2 separate regions of the Bos taurus genome follow, and region 1 is linked to region 2. A link is a contact called in public Hi-C data. All regions are on one chromosome and are shown on one strand. The core of a region is the stretch at or near the end of the contact, and the rest is flanking DNA. Distances in the headings are between cores, read along the strand shown.

Region 1 (5,632 bases), core at 2,711-5,210, 39 kb after region 2:
ACTGAGTGAGCCACCTGGCGTGACCCCAGAAACCATTTTCCTCCTATGGCTCCTTCTCTGGGGTGAACAGCCTGGGATGAAACAGAAGTGCTCAGACCTTACCAGCCAACCCCTGGCCCCTGGTGTTTGAGTGTCAGAGAGTAAGAACAAAGGTTAGCTGATGTTAATTACTTAATACACGAAATTGTTTTCTTACATATTACTATGAGACAAGTAGCATTCAGGGTAATTAAAGGGGAGAGAAGCCGAGGGGCAAGAGATTATAATAGTTAAGTGGTGAATTACAAAAGCTTGTAAAAGTAACTGCTCCCAGTCAAAAAGATGCCTATAAAGAGAACCAACAGACTGTGGCAACCACAGAAGGTAAGAGACGCAAAATATAATTGGGACAGTTACAGTGACTTTGAGGTCTCGTTATGGGATAACATCAAGACAGTCATGGAACTATCAAATACGATGATGGACTATTAGATTTGGTGGGTACTGACACTAAAGTGGAAAGTGAAAAAGTTGGCTTAAAGCTCAACATTCAGAAAACGAAGATCATGGCATCCGGTCCCATCACTTCATGGGAAATAGATGGGGAAACAGTGGAAACAGTGTCAGACTTTATTTTTCTGGGCTCCAAAATCACTGCAGATGGTGACTGCAGCCATGAAATTAAAGGACGCTTACTCCTTGGAAGGAAAGTTATGACCAACCTAGATAGCATATTCAAAAGCAGAGACATTACTTTGCCAACAAAGGTTTGTCTAGTCAAGGCTATGGTTTTTCCTGTGGTCATGTATGGATGTGAGAGTTGGACTGTGAAGAAGGCTGAGTGCTGAAGAATTAATGCTTTTGAACTGTGGTGTTGGAGAAGACTCTTGAGAGTCCCTTGGACCGCAAGGAGATCCAACCAGTCCATTCTGAAGGAGATCAGCCCTGGGATTTCTTTGGAAGAAATGATGCTAAAGCTGAAACTCCAGTACTTTGGCCACCTCATGTGAAGAGCTGACTCATTGGAAAAGACTCTGATGCTGGGAGGGATTGGGGGCAAGAGGAGAAGGGGACGATAGAGGATGAAATGGCTGGATGGCATCACTGACTCGATGGACGTGAGTCTGAGTGAACTCCGGGAGTTGGTGATGGACAGGGAGGCCTGGCGTGCTGCGATTCATGGGGTCCCAAACAGTCAGACAGAACTGAGCGACTGATCTGATCTGTTCTGATCTGACACTAATATAACCAAGTTTGTGTTTGCCAAGGTCAGCTTGTTTCAGAGATGGTAAATCTTGCTGTACTGGAGTTATGCTGGAGACGGAGAACAAGACAAGTTATTTGAGTCTCTCTAAATGTTTGCTGAAACCACAGGATGAAAACTGCTTCCTCAGTAGGGAGAAAATGAAAACAATCACATCAATGCCTCTAAAGAAACATCCAAACAAGTCCTGATTTATGAAGACCTACATGATGGTTTTAAAAAGGTATAATGGTTTCTAAAATTTCCATAAAGGGAAGAAAGTAAAATTAACTCTAAATTGACTCTTTTTCAGGTACTATCACATAAAGATATTTCTGGACTTCTTAGTTGAAGGCTGCTGCTGCTGCTGCTGCTAAGTCGCTTCAGTCGTGTCCTAATCTGTGTGACCCCATAGACGGCAGCCCACCAGGCTCCCCCGTCCCTGGGATTCTCCAGGCAAGAACACTGGAGTGGGCTGCCATTTCCTTCTCCAACGCATGACAGTGAAAAGTGAAAGTGAAGTAGCTCAGTCTTGTCGAACTCTTACTGACCCCATGGACCGCAGCCCACCAGGTTCCTCCGTCCATGGGATTTTCCAGGCAAGAGTACTGGAGTGGGGTGCCATTGCAAGACAGTTCTTTTTTTTTTTTTTTTTTTAATAAAGGAAATGGTTGCCAACTACTCTGTGAGTGAATATTTACTTTTTATAAACTCCTGCTCATGCCTAATAATGTCTCCTATGGAGTTCAGTAATCTAGATTGGGGGAGGATCAATTCCACAAACTAAGTCAAAGGTTCTGACGAATCAGGACCAGCTTTTCTGAAGTGTTGGTAATGCTTCAGTGTAACCTAGGATTCAATAACCTGTATGTTAGTTAAGGTAAAATCTTCAAGCGTTTAAATCTTACACCCGAGTTCCAGATCTCTGAGAGTAGCAATTTCATAATGGAAAGTCAGTTGCTGGGTTTAGCTTTGAGTTATTTCTTTCCATGATCTACGACATTCATAAAAGAATATCCACTCCAAAAGATTTTCAAAATGACATTTATTATGTGTCCCTATGCTCAAAGCTCTGTTGGGTTGTTTTGCTAAGGCATGTTTTTTAAAAATACCATTCTTCCACAGTGTAAACAGGAAAGATTTGGAGTGGGCGGATTAGTCAGAGGATGGAACCAGGGAAAGCATGTGGGGATGGAGACTTATTATGGAAGCATAAAGTGAGAGAAGTGACATTTCTTGGCTCCGTTCCCAGTATTGTTTGCCAGACATGTTTTGTGTGTGAAACAAGCAGCGTTAACACCCGATAGTACCATTTTCTAATCAACTGGTAGTACCTTTAAGGGAAATTAAAATTCCAAAGGATTAATTAAAATTAACCTTTGATATACTTGCCAAAGGCAAACCTAAAGAACAGAAGCAACACTGAGGAGCCTCACTAGTTTCACTTCTGTCATCTGTAATAAATGATTAAGCTTTGCCAAAAGCAAACCAGTTACTTGTCCTTACTGTGTTTAAAAGATTCATGTAACTCACTCTCAGATAGCAACTGTGTCCCAAAACAACTGGCAGTGAGTCGTGAAATGGTCTTCAACCGAATTTCAGTCATTTGAGCAGTGTGGCCAAATCATAAGGCTCATTTTCCATGTCCCTAAACCTCAATCCTGTTAAGTTAGGCTACAGGGAAAAAAAGGAGAATAAATTAAATCCAGCTGTGATCATTCTGCATCCCTCTACATAACCCTAGAGATGTTTATGCGACTGCAAGGTTTCAAGGAACATGTTATGAAAATCCCTGCAAACTCTTTGTTGTTTACACTGAAATTCCCAGGAAGAATTAGAAACTTCAATAACTGTGAGGAAAACAGGAAAAGGGGCCTTTGATCAACACTTAACCTCTATTGTAGCTTTCAGTGGTAGAGCATCAGAAGAAACAACACCAGTTATTTGTAGGAAGAATTTGGAGAAGGGTGTTTTTACACTAAAATTTAACGTATTCCCTAAAATTATTAGCTAAGTGACTAGTAAGGAAATGTGAGGGTGGAGGCACACAGGAGGCACATCTCCTCCTGGAGAAATGTAAGCGAGAAACTGCAAGTTTAATATGTTAAAGATTACGTTAGTAAGGACAAGAACGTACAGTTTTAGACATGCGGAAATATTGTCTGTGTCTAAAGAAAATCTACATGAAGTAGCTTTTAAAAATCTAAAAGCCTAGGAAGCTGGTTCAAGTGAAGCCCTGATCCTGATTCTGAGCTTCAACTCTGTTCTTTTACCTGTTCCTTGTTTTATTCGTAAGCCCAGGCATTAATGAAGGGTTGAAGTTTAAATTTAATTTACGTTTGAATTTAAATTCGTCTAAATTCATCACAGGAGGGAGCTGGAACACCTAAGATTTTGATTGAAGAAACTTTCTAATTCGTAAATTTATAGCCAGGCAGGTAACTGTTCAATTAATTGGTTCTTTGTGTGTATAAATGTTTCTCATTTTTAGTAAGTGAGAAGTCACCAAGAATCAGACTATCTTTCAGAAATGTTGTCAGAAATGTCTGAGATGTTTCCCTTCTAGCTTTTTCTCAAACTGAGGTGAGAGAAGGCTCTCAGAGAGAGGTCCCAAAGCCTCTCCCTTGCTCCCATGGTTGCTACTGAATTAGGAGGAGCTGCCGTAACCAAGGACCGTATTCCTTATATGGACTTAAGCAGTGTGCTCTTCAAAGATCTGTGCTTGCTTGTATTGTGCCAGCTCAGCATTGGCTGTTCTCAAGGGAAAAAATTGTGAAACTTCACAAACCTGAGTTAGAATTAGAGATCATAGCAGCCAAGTCATAGTTCATGGTCAAGTGCCAACAGTTTGACACTCAGGGGAGTCAGGATGAAGGGCATCTTATTAATATGGATTGACAGTGTCAGAAAGGTGAAGTTCTGCCTCCTAAACCACCATACCCATTTAAGAGTTTTTCCTTAAAAAGAAATTGACTGGCAGTGAAGATTTGAAATGCAGAAGGGAAAGTTAGTGGCATAAGGTTTAAAAAAAAATCTATACTTTGGAGCAGAAAAGAAATAAAGCAACTAATTCAGAGCTGAATGAAAATAGAATTTGGGATGAAGAAAATCATAGGATGTGAAAATGGGGGGAAAATGGAAAAATTAGAAAAATACAATATAACAGACCAGGTAATACTGCAAACTTAAAAACTGCAATAATTCAGTGTCTTACTATATTTGCCTTTTAAGTATTAACTAAATTTGAAGTATTTCTAATGATGGGCAATTTAATACTTTTGTTGGCAACTTAAGTTCTTGGCTGAACTTCCTAGTGCTATTAATGGACATTTTCCCTCGCCTGCCTGTAAAAATACATCACTGAAATATTTTTAACAGCAAACCTTGTATGAGACAGTTTACTTTCGTGACCTGTCAGATACCTGTGGTTGCTCCTAAGTAGCCTCACTTGTAAACACTTGTTTGTGGATTATTTCCCCTCAAATTGGTGTCATCTAAAAAAATAGTAGTAATAGTGTATTCATTGAGGATGCACTATATATGGCTAAAACTTCACTTTACAGGATTTCACACCACTGCAAGCACTTTGGTTGCTTCCAGGAATAATTTTTAGGTCTCAGTGGCCCTGAAGAAGGATCTGCTTCTTCTTTAATACAAACCAAAGCTGCTGCCGTGTTATTTTTCTTTAATCTTCAGCACTGTAAGTAACAAGAACCGGAGAGCATAAACAAAACAACAACAAAAAGAATTTATTTTTAAAATGAGCTATAGGGGTGAGGGTTTTAGACAAGTATAAAATACCATTCTCTACCAGGAATATACTCACATTATATAGATCAGAAATGGCAACTAAGTTTCCTTGCATGTGTTTATCATGGTCATTGATCACTTGCTATGGAGAATCACATTAAGAAGGGTTTAGAGGTTTAGTTCAGGCTCAACAAGAGAAAGTGTTCTGATTTGGAAATCTTCAAGAATTTTCTCAAAAATGTTAAGTTTAGAGGAATTATGGTTATATTTGGCAAGGAGAAATGTTCTAGCCAGTACACAGCACAGAGATATTTATCTCTACCCACCACTACTATTAGAATACTACTAGTATTCTGCTGAATGAATAAACTCATTTTCTAAAAAATTAAAGATCTCTGAGACATTTAGAAGAGCTGTTATTGTAGTTGTTTATAGTTTGGTAGTAGTTAATGAAATAATCTAACCCCTAGGTGAGATCAATTGAGCCATGGGAGTGAAATGGGAATTGATTATGGGAGAAGAGAAGAAGTAATAATTTGTGGGCAGGAGACACTAGAAGGCTTCCTAAAATGTAAAATTCTTTTGAGAGATTTTGGCTGTCTGGATTGCCAGTGTCTTATCTAGGTCACTGATGAAAATATCAAATGGAACAAGGCTTTG
Region 2 (5,963 bases), core at 2,991-5,490:
CTCATAAGTATCATTAGCATCATGAAACGTATCTTTACAATATATATACAGAATATATTCAAACTAAATCCATAATGATGTAAACAGTCAAATCACAATTATTCAAAAATTGACTATCTATTCTGTATCATCTTATGGAAAACCCCCAACGAAAATTTTGGCCAACCCAATAGCCCTTCATTTCCTCTTCAAAGGTAAGTAGCTTTTGGCCATTTTACTGTAGGCTATCACCTTCATCAGAGAGCAAGTTGAGGAAATAACACCAAAACAGTTATTTTACCCAATACTGATCAACAGTTTCTAAGAAACAGCTTTTGGAGCTGAAGGTGACAGTGAACACCCCACAGTTACAACCTTCTATTATATATGAAGAGTCTAAGGTCCAGATCAGTGACAGTTCAAAGATCTGGAGTCTGTCCCCCAGTTAAACGCTTTCCATTTTTGTATTAAGAGGGAGGGAAATATGCTTAATTGAAATCAATTATCCAATTTCCTTCCCCAACAGATCCTTTACGACAATTAACTAAATCTGCTCAGATCATATTCCAAAAGCAATTCTATTAAGTAGAGCACAGGACATTCAGAGATTTCAACAACTCAGCCGTGATGTTTCTAGGATTATGCATTGAGTGAACATCTACAACAAAATCTGTAAAGTTTGCTTACACTTGAGATTGTCAAAGGCATGTTGAAATCCTTGCCACCTTGCAGCCGGAAACCCCAGGGAGCTGGGCCAACCAAGGACACACTGTAGTTGCTCATGGTTCTAATGACGCAAAATCCAATCCCTCAAAATGAAAGAAACTGAAAGAAAATCAGATGGTTAACAAAGACGTTTATCTGAAAAGCTATTACATATTTAAATGTATTGAATATAAACCCAACTAAATTATCTTCAGTATTTTGTTTGGGGGGAAAGAGGGGATATGCAGAGTAAGTTTATATTAAGTTCTCATTTCAGTCTAGGAAAAGGAATCTATGAGCTAATATGCAATCTCTAAACTTATGCCAATTTCCATAGTCTAAAAATCCCATATCAGAGTATATTTCTAGACATTTGATCAATCTTACAACTTGCTAGAATACAATTTGTGGCTTCTTGCATACAAACTTTAATTCAAGGTACCTTACAATACTTTGTTTTATATGAAAAAAAGAACAAAACTGTATTTCAGGTTTAATTCAAAATGATTTTCCCCAACCTCTTCTGTCTGCAATTGGCAAGGGTCCATTTCACTTACCTAAATTCTGAGTTATTTTAACATATGAAGAGAACTACAAATGGTAGACTCTCATTCATGCTTTCCAAACAATAAATTCTTTAAATGAGAAGTTGTTTCTTGATGCATAAAAACTATTTTCTCTAATCATAAACTACAACTTGTATTTTCTCATATAGGGACATGGTATTTTCCACACTTAAATTATTCACTTTTCTAACAAAAAACTTAAAAAAAAAATTATTCACTTTTCCTTCAGACAGGCGATGATTGGCAATACTCTGGTGGTGGTGGTTTAGTTGCCAAGTCATGTCCAACTCTTTTGCAATCCCATGGACTGTGTGTAGCCTGCCAGACTCCTCTATCCACAGCATTTTCCAGGCAAGAATACTGGAGTGGGTGGCAATATTCTAGCACAGTGAGATTTGAGTCAGAACCTGCTTTTTGTTTTACATACACACCTAATCAGGCAAAGTGGAGTGAGCATTTACCACACAGTGTATAAGACTGACTAAACATGGTAGGAATATAGGGTTAATCTTATTGCATGAGAGGGAATTAGAGCTTTAGAAAAGAACCAGTGCTTTGATGCTTTCTTTTTTCTATGTTTTGCTCGAAGGGAGCTCAAAATGACTCTCATGGTACCATGTACTTTTATATAACAAAGAAAAACTGAAGGAAAAGAAGCATGATTCAGAGCTTGGTATTGATTGTTATGGTGATTATGTGGGAGAAATTAGGAGGAATAGGGATTTTCTAAAATGTAATACTAAGAAATGTACTATTTTCTTCTTTAAAATATTAATAATATAACAATAAATAATTTAAAACCACATTAAAAAAAAAAAGCTGCTTAAGACCCACTTCCTTGGAAAAATCTGTGTTGTTTAACCAAATCATTACCTGTCCTAAAATATTTCATTTTTTTTAACATATTCAAAATTTCTACTCCACACATCAATTAATAGTGGCAGATATAGATATTTGAACAACTGGGAGTATTAAAAGCAGGCAGATTCCATCTTCTCCTATGGGGAAAACGAGGCAAAATTTTCAAGTAAGTCTAAGTTCTTAAAGAAAATTCAGTGAAAATCTGCACTACATCTACCAGAGAAAAAGAGAAAGCTTCTCCCCAAGCATAGTAGTTCACTGAACTACTAGGCAACAAAACTAGTACTAATGTAACAGGCACCAAAAAGATGAAAAGGCCAAACCAGACATCAAACTATTAGATACAGGTGAAAAATGGACATTAAGGAGGTAATAAGGAGCCACAATCCATGGGGTCTCAAGAGCGGGACACGACGGGACTTAGCGACTAAACCACCCAATATACATAATTGCTTTCTCCCTATAATAAAAGCGTTTCTGAGAACTTGTAGAGAAGGACTATTTGGATGATGGCACACAATATTTATCAAAAGTGTATAGAGCCAACAGATATTTCACAGGCAATATGCCCATCCTTTTTTTTTTAATCTTTAACTTTTCCTCAAAAGAAGAACGTGAAAGTTAGGCTCAACTTTCCTAATCCCATTGTTCCCTACAAGAAAATGTATTTAATTCATATATTAATCCATGTACCTGCAACTCTCTTTACTTGGGAGTTCCTTTCCTGCTTTCCCCCATTTGTTATTAAAATCTCTAGAACTGGCAAGTTCACACCCACACTACAGAACCAGTGTCAGTTCATTTCCAGTCGGTGCCGTTTCCCTCCCTTTGCTAGTTTCATGTGACTTGAAATAGAAGTCAAAGCAACAGTTATATTATTGGCCTTTTCCAGGTCTGGTTATTAGTGCCCAAACTCTTCCTAAATTACCAAGGAGGCAGGAAATATTGAGCAGCCTTTCTTCTTTCAAATAAGTAGGAAATGTTAGAACTTCTGTATAGTGTTGGAGTTTCTTTTAGGGAAAGTCCAAACAATGTTTTCGCTCTAGGAAGCTTGGTATTTCCCACACTTCTATCCTAACTTCTTCAGTGAATGGGAAGACTGGAAAGAAGAATTCGTGATGAATTGCTCAGAGATGGGTCTGAAATTAAAGATGTATCTTGAGATTCTTTTTCTCCCCAGATTGAGAGACTGTGGAGGTAGAGTGAAAGAAATAAAGCCACAAGCAGCGGATGAAAGTAGCCGACGAGACAGTTTCCCAGCAGAGAGGTTCACGCCTAGCCCTGTTTGCCAAATAAGGTTCCCGAGCCGGCTGTTTCCGAGGCAGGCGGGTTCCAACGTCCTCGTGGTCAGGAAGGCGGACTTGGGATAGGATCTGGCGATCACACCCTAGACCTGCCCTGCCCAGCGCAGCCACCAATTTTCTTTCCAAGCTCTGCCCTATCCATACGCCCTTCCTTTTTCCACTTATTGTCAAACGAATTAGAGGCACTGCCTAAAAAAGCCCCAGCAAGTACGCAAGCATTAATAAATCTGGCGTTTACGACAGATCTGTTTTTTAAACAAACTTTATTCCCCTAACAGGTTACACAATCCTAAATGTTGGGGGGGGGGGGGGAGCGTGAAATAAATGCTTCTCAGTAGAGTGAGCGCAAATAAAAATTAGCCCCGCTTCCTCTCCACACCTCCAGGAGATTGCGCAGGACGCAAGTATCCCCAGACTCCAAGGTGGGTACCCAGACGCGCTCGGCACCCGGATGGTGGCCCGCCCTCGCCCGACTCCTGCGCCCCTGCCTTAGCCGTGCTAGTCCCAGCCCGTCCCCGCTCTAGTGCCCCTTCTCCGGCCTGGAGCCCGCTTCCGCACCGCCGTTTCCCTGGTAGTCCTCTTCCCACGCCACTCTCCACCTCCGCAGATCCGCGTCCAGCAAACACCTGAGAAGCTTCCCAGCGCTAGGCGCACCACCGTCTCTCCCTAAGCAGGACTTCTGGCCAAGCTCTCAGTGCACGGCGATTCCTTCTTTCCCTCCTCCCTACCCAGGTTCCGAGACGCGCATCCCCTGCAGGCAGCGGCCACTCACCTCGGGTGCGGCGCCGCGATGCCTCCGAATCAGACGAGCGCTGACAAGTGACTCGCGGTGCTTGCGCCTTCTCCACGGCCCGCGGGAACTTCCGCCTCCTGGCTCCCGCCCCGCCCCCCCCCCTCCAGCCCCAACACACACACACACCGGCCCCGCCCCCGAACCAGGACACACCCCCTCCGCTCCTGGCCACGCCCCGGACCCGCAGAGCTGCGGGGAGCTGAGAGAAGGCTGCGGGTGAACCTAGCTGAGGGCTAACTGCAGCGAGTCGGAGCTGCTGCGGAAAGACAATTGCAGTACGGAGTTTCGGTGGGACCAGTCTTAGGGGGTTTTGAGCAGTACCTGACAATGGTCCGCTCTGCCTGTTTGTTCTGTCGTGGATGCATTTTTCTCTCCAGAAACTGAATTGGCAAGCAGTTGCTTTGGCTAAAAATAGGAGAGGGCTTTGGATAAATCCGTATCTATGCAAGTTCAGCGGCCACTGCCTGGTTTTTTGAGCAAGCTTTATGTGCCCGGAGAAGTGAAGACTTTAAAGTTGACCTGTTAGGAAAGGGAAAATCAGCAACTTTAATATCTAGAAGTTAAATCCTCTAGTCAAACCAGAAGACCGTGTTTAAGAGCAGCGGCCAAAGGTGGTTCAACCATTATAACCTCAGCTTATTTTTCTAAGTCCAGATCAATAGTCCACTTTCCAGTTTCTATAAAGGTGCTTGATTTAGCCCAAGGGATTTATTCATGAGCAAATTTGAATAACGTTCAGTGAACATAAGAGAAAGTAACTTTTAGGCTTGTTTTGAACTGTAAATTGGCTTATAACATGTGAAAAGGACAGTTCTTAACCATGGAACTTGTAAAGCAAGGCTGATGGAGTCCGTGGGTCCCCAAGAAGTGCAAACAAAATTCTAGAGAACACCCAAAACTGCTCTGTCCAAACTGGTAAACACTTATCACATGTAGCTACTGATATTTGAAATTTATTTACAGCGACTGAAGCACTGAATTTTTTGTTTTATGTATGTTTAATTTAAATTTAAAAACTGAAGTAGGGTAACATGCCTCCGTTAAAAACAACTTTGGTGTTTGGATAGGAGTACATTTCTCTTTATCACTGAAAACATCGTGTCCAAATTGTGCTACAATGGAAATGGATTTTGAAGACTTATTATGACAAATATAATATAAAATGTCATTAATAATTTTATGTTGATTACATGTTGAAGTGGTAAAATTTTTATATTTGTTAAACATGCAATTAAACTTAATTTTGCTGTTTTTTAATGTGGATACTAAGATATTTTGAATTACCAATGTTGACTGACATTATTATATATTCACTGGACAGCACTAGTCCATAGTTTTCATCACATTCTCTGGAAGATTATATTGGAGGGAAGGGTTTTCTAGTGTGAACTGGTTTACAGAGTGCTTTAATATTTGTTGTCATGTTTGACATCTCCCTCCCAAAATATATAAATAAATAAACAATAACAATAGCTGCCACTTACAAATACCTACCATACGCTGCTGCTACTGCTACTGCTAAGTCGCTTCAGTCGTGTCCGACTCTGTGCGACCCCATAGACGGCAGCCCACCAGGCTCCCCGGTCCCTGGGATTCTCCAGGCAAGAACACTGGAGTGGGTTGCCATACGCTAGACAGTGTTGCCAATGGCACAGGCAACTTGTTAAAACTGTAAAAATTCTTACTACACTTAATAATTCTTCTAACTTTATAAGACAAATGTCATATATATAGTCAAGAAAACTGAGGTTTCAA

What was found. A called contact is a pair of places that touch in the nucleus more often than the background predicts.
Region 1: a Hi-C map of skeletal muscle shows a contact between it and region 2, with 2.1 times the contacts expected there. The contact joins the enhancer-like site here to the promoter of PDLIM5 in region 2. A contact is called at or near these places in 2 of 11 Hi-C or Micro-C datasets (skeletal muscle and skin fibroblasts).

What each region holds. Positions count from the first base shown.
Region 1 is chr6:30,177,316-30,182,947 of ARS-UCD2.0, forward strand. No RefSeq gene overlaps it. Among named protein-coding and RNA genes, the nearest start is that of PDLIM5, 38 kb to the left of the region's middle. Within about 2 kb of position 3,961, at least 6 of the 102 cell types and tissues checked have an H3K27ac peak or open chromatin away from gene starts, as enhancers often do. A contact at or near this core is called in skeletal muscle, where this site is marked.
Region 2 is chr6:30,137,927-30,143,889 of ARS-UCD2.0, forward strand. PDLIM5 (PDZ and LIM domain 5) reads right to left here and starts at 4,241. Exons shown (of 9, transcript NM_001077444.2): 1 at 4,188-4,241; 2 at 667-804. The coding sequence starts at 762. It overlaps LOC132345564 (a long non-coding RNA gene), which reads left to right and starts at 3,728. Exons shown (of 2, transcript XR_009495014.1): 1 at 3,728-3,837; 2 at 4,148-5,465.